2 separate regions of the Drosophila melanogaster genome follow, and region 2 is linked to region 1. A link is a contact called in public Hi-C data. All regions are on one chromosome and are shown on one strand. The core of a region is the stretch at or near the end of the contact, and the rest is flanking DNA. Distances in the headings are between cores, read along the strand shown. Region 1 holds the start of CG10943. Region 2 holds the start of CG12520.

Evidence for each region. A called contact is a pair of places that touch in the nucleus more often than the background predicts.
Region 2: a Hi-C map of the Kc167 cell line shows a contact between it and region 1, with 1.7 times the contacts expected there. A contact is called at or near these places in 42 of 107 Hi-C or Micro-C datasets (the Clone 8 cell line, the D17-c3 cell line, the Kc167 cell line and 11 more) and 4 of 7 datasets of targeted methods (the Kc167 cell line and the S2 cell line).

What each region holds. Positions count from the first base shown.
Region 1 is chr3L:12,861,544-12,864,243 of dm6, forward strand. It overlaps CG10943, which reads right to left and starts at 1,377. Exons shown (of 2, transcript NM_140352.3): 1 at 1,269-1,377; 2 at 174-1,214. The coding sequence starts at 1,175. The coding sequence ends at 249.
Region 2 is chr3L:12,901,347-12,904,046 of dm6, forward strand. It overlaps CG12520, which reads right to left and starts at 1,391. Exons shown (of 2, transcript NM_001300124.1): 1 at 766-1,391; 2 at 1-701. The coding sequence starts at 1,228. The coding sequence ends at 682. CG32117 reads right to left here and starts at 2,365. Exons shown (of 1, transcript NM_168528.2): 1 at 1,579-2,365. The coding sequence starts at 2,326. The coding sequence ends at 1,679.

The sequences.
Region 1 (2,700 bases), core at 127-2,626:
CAATATAAAAATAGGGGACTTCCCGAAAAAATCAACGACCGTTGAATTTTTTATAGTAAATTGAATAATGGGGAAATATTTAAACGTATTTGGGAATAGCGGTTTAAAGGACCTTTTTTCACGAGGGTGGCAGCACCGTCGTCATTGAAATTCCCGCATGATGGCGTCCCCTTGCTGACATAAAGCTGAAATGTACAACATTCTTCTTTGCGATATAAAAGTATATATGTTTTATTAAATAAATTTGTTTACAAAGCGTTGGAAATTTGTTGACCCTCTGATGGTATAAGTTTATGGGTTTCTTTCACTCTCTCCTGATTAGATTGCAGTTTCATTATGGTAGCAGCTTGATCGTTTAATAGCTCATCCTTTTCCCGCGTTTTACAAGTTTCCAAATTTAGACCCAATTCCAAATATGTGATTTGGTCATCTTTTTCTTTAATCTGTGCCTTATGATTTGCTATAACTTTTGAGTTTTCACCATTTATTTTATCTTTCTCCTTTATTTGAGCCTTGAGTGAAGTTATTATCCCTTTATTTTTTTCCAGTGTTTCGCTTTTTTGGCCTATCTGATTTTTGAGGGTTGCTATAAGAGATTTATATTCTTTCTCTTCAGAAATTATCCTACACATTTTAACGCTTAGAGATTGGATCATATGTTCGTTTTCAATATTTTTACTATCGCTTTCTTTCAAACGAGCTTCGAGTGTTGCTATAAGATCTTGTTTGTCCTTTAGCTTTACATCATTGTCGCCTATCTGAGACTTTAAGGACTTAATAAGTTGTGAGTTTTCTATTTCCGTTTTAGCCTTCTCTTTAATCTGCGCTTCGAGGGAAGAAATAAGTAACTTTTTTTCCTTTTCGCTTTCTTTAAAAAAAAAAATTGTTGATCTTAACTTTGATTTATTTTTGGTTGTCTCAAGATCTTGGCTAGAGTTTAACTTCGCTTTTCTTAAGGTTGACAATTCCTCCTCTAGTTTTTCAATTATGCTTGCCTGAGCATCAAATCTATCCTTATAATCTGATTTATAAAGGTTGTTAGACATTTTTAAGGCCTCAATTATCTCGTTTTTGTCCTTAATTTTATCGTCAAATATGGCCAACTTTTCGTTGGCAATTGCCAATTTAAATTCCATGTCTCTTAGCTTATTTTCAAGTACCATTTTTAAGTTCATTTTCGGTTCATCGAAATCGTTGCAGTCACAATAATTCGCCTAAAAAGATAAATGCTAAAATTAATGTTCTTCAAAAAGAAATACTATTTATACCTTCGAAAATGATTCTGTGTCATCTGAACTTAAATGCAATATAGCGCTTTTACTTCTTGAATTCATAGCGATAGAAAATATGTAGACCGCATTGGTTGGTAGGAAAAAGCGAACTGAAAGGTTCATTTAGGTTTTTTTTCTATAATAATCGAATATCTCCTGGTGTTACTCATTGCTTTACAATAATCTAATCAGGAGTTTGATTAAATATTGCACACTTGATAAGGTATAGCCTCAAAACCTCGGAATTGATTGAGTATTATTTTTTTTGCCCTGCAATCTCACAGCTTTTCCACTTTCCCAATTTTATCATATAAATGTAAATGATTTTTTATAAGAATTTTGGATTTTCATTAATTACGAATCCAGATCGTGGGTAACATGTAAAATGAATACAAATTGAATCAATTAGACGGCATCCGCTTGGAAATGAAAACCAAAAGATAAAGTCTGGGAAAACGGGGGCGATTGCTTCGGCCAAATACGAATTAATTTATTCTTTTCCATGTTCTTTTCGGCAGTTGGCCGTTGTAAAATCATTTTCCATTTCGCTGGCGTCAGAAAATGGCAGGAAAACAGGTTAAGTCGAGAGGACAAGCAGGTTCAACAACAACAACAACAACATCAACAAGGTAGGCAATTAAATTTATTTTATTTCTCCTTCCCGTTTCGTTTTTAAGTTTCTTAAGCAAGTGCTGGAAATCGTAGACAACACTTTCGTTTCAGGACGAAGCGGAAACGATAGGCAAACTTTGCTGCACCAGGATACGCAGCCCCTCAATGGCCCCGCCCACTTCCTCTTCCACTCACTCTTCGAATCCGTTGCTTTACATAGATAGCGGAAATGCTTGGCCCTGTTTTCGGGCCCTCTCGATTGCATATGCAGCTACTTTTATCGATTGGCTGAAGTTTGCACTCCTTGCCTATATACATATATTTAGGCCTCGTCCTGCCAGCTTTTGGTTCCACCTCCAACGCAATGTCATTGTCCCTGGTCGACTATTAACCCCTTCTGCAGCAATGACTATGGGGCAAGTACCCTTGGTAATATTAAATAGTCCATATCCGGGGCCAATGAACCGCAGTGAAGTGATTAGGCCCTTGAAGTTATCATTCAAAAGTATTGAACTATCTAGAACCAAAACAGGACTTAGTTTTATTTTTACCTTCTTACCTTCCAATAATACTAATTCTTCGATTATTAGTTTGATAATGTATATTGGCTCGTTTAATTGGCCATTCTAATATATACTTTTATTTAATTATTATAAAATATTTAGGAATATATTTTAGAAATATTCAATAAAAGAACATTTCTTCATTGAATGATTGTATTTCTTCTAGTGTTATAGTTTTAAAGAAACAATGTTATTTCTGTTTATTAGATATTTATTATAATATTCTTAATATTGATACAACTTGCTTTACATTT
Region 2 (2,700 bases), core at 141-2,640, 40 kb after region 1:
CAAGTGTATTGAAAATATATCTATTAATCTATTTTAAGACTAAGGCAACTGGTTCAGATTTTCTAAGGCTAATAGCATCGTTTAGGGACTTTGTATTGACATTTCCTCCTGAAATTTGCAGAAGCTTTAGATTTTTGCATTTTGCAATGATTGGCAGAAGATTATTGGAAATATCCGTTGGGCAGAATATCGAGACGCATAGCTCCTCCAGATTGGCCAGACAACCCAGCATCTCCACACAGTCAGTCGTTGAGTAGAAGCCCTTGAAATGCCGTAAGCTCTGGATGCGAACCAACTGGCAGGTCTCCTGCATAGTAAGACTCCCTCCGTCGATGGACAGATGTGTCAACTGAGATTTGGCAGCTAGAGCTGAGAGAAGTGGTTCAAAGGAGCCGCTTCTGCGAATGCCAAAGTAGGATAGTTCCCCCAGCTTCGGCAGCCTAGCCAGCTGCACGTATTCTGAAGAATTCGCGGGCATGCCAAACTTGAGCACCTTCAAGTTCTTGCAATGCGGCACTATGTGGCTCAAATTCTTCTGTATGCAGGCATAGCCCAAATGAAGACTGCGAAGATTGCCACTGGACCTGCAACATTTCACCAGAGCTGCGAGTGAAATTTTTGGGACGAGCATCTGCAATTCTTCGAGATGGCAAAGTTGGCTTACACGGTCGAAGCTGCTGTCTATATAGTTCGAAAATTAGCTGTTAGAAAAAATGTGTTTCAGGAAATGAATTCAGAATTGAAAGGAATATAATATTTTCTTACCGTCTCTAGCACGAATTTCCAATCTTCTGAGCTTCGGCAAATGTCTGACGGCGGTCAATATTTGATCGAATGGCTTTTGAATCGGTGTAACTAGCATCGATTCCTGCTTGACTACCAAATGTTCTAGCCTTAGCATACCGGCCAAAGTCTGGCAGAGAATTTGAAAACAGTTTTCTGGAGTTTCACATCCATAGGTTCTATAACATCTAGCCGTATCGAAGTGATCCAGGTCAATGGTCAAGCACTCTACTGTCTCGCGACAAATACAAAATTGTATCAGTTCAAGTCGTGAACTGTCTTTATCGAGGGTATACACGCGGTATTTAGCAGCACAATGATTTATAAAAAGCTGACGAAATCTATGGCATACTTGTGCGAAAATAATGCGATCTTCAGTGGTCAAAAAGTCAAATATATGGTATAGACAGTCGTTGTAGAGCTCTTCTATATTTGCGAGACCCATTACGGAAACAATTGAAAAAACACTGTATACGAATATCCATTCTAATCAATCGCAAGCCCAAGACGCGTCGAAAGTTATGTTATGTTATGAGTAATATTGTTATTTTCCCTCAGATTAGATACGTTCTAGTCAGCAATTGGTTAGACAACCAGTTTTACCGGGTATACCACATACTGACCTATGCCAATGGAATGGATTGTTTCGTGAAAAAAAAAGCTTCATCAGCTGATTGAAAGTATGAAGCTTTGTATTGAGTGGCGCCATCAGGCGGATAGATCGGTTAGCTAGAAAAAGCTAAAATTGTCTAGCTAAATTCTATTTTATAGATTATATGTAATTAAAGTAAGTATATTCTTGATTTGGATTCTATTGCGATCGTATGGTCTGGTACAGGGAATTTTACAATTGATTCTCGACTCGAGATACACATAATATGAATTTGCCATGGGGTTATCGTTTCACGGACTTCAACGTTCGTTGATCCCCAGCTCCAGAGTGATTGGTTTGCTCTTGACTTTTGCGCTTCCTTCGTTTTTTTGCCTGATTATCCAAGTTGGTCGTTTTTGAAAAGAAGCGAGTCGGTTGAATGCGTAAACAATTGGTCTTAGCTGGTTGGATGGCAGAGATCTTCGGTTTGGATGGCAGTAAAAGTTCGTGGCCGGTGATGCGTTTCATGGCTATGTACTGGCCGCAAATCTGCGGTAGAAAGATCTCCGATTCGTGGACATTACATTCTACGAGCACTACGCTGCCATTCGAGATGAGCTTGAGTGAAAACAGTGGACACCGGGAACCTTCCTCCGCAACTCTTCTAAATGGACTGCCATCGATGGACGCCGCCCAGGGGGCCAGACCTGCCGTCGCCGTCGTTATCCGAGGTTGGATCTGTGGGCGCTGGCAGATCTGACCATTGCCTTGACCCTGGACAGGCTCTTCACAAAATTCGACTTTTGGATTCGACCGACGATCTCGTATGATATTCCACAGTACGATGTCATTGTTGTATATCTGGGGTACAAAAATCTCCGACTCGTGATGTAGGGCGTCCACGAGGACCAGATTTTGGTCCGAAATCAATCGAATTTGAAAACTTGTCATAGCTTATCAGAAATATAACACACACACATAACAATTTTGTATAGTTTATCTTTTATTTTGAGCTATGAGCGAAAATTGATAAGTTTCTCTGGGAAACAACTGTGGAAGCGCTAAAGCCGAATATCAAAATCAATCACGAACTTGGCTGTTCTGGATAGTTGCATACTTTGCATTTACTAAGATCATATCTCATATCTCAAATGTGTCACCTCTGATAAGATAAGATTTTGAAAAAAAAAGTGCAGTGCAGTTGTGGCCACGCAAAAACCATTATAAAATTCTTATAATTGAATTTCTTATAACATGCTGCGCTGGCTGAACCCTCACCTTTAGTAACCGTGGTGGCCATGCTCCCTCCTTGCACACCTCATGCC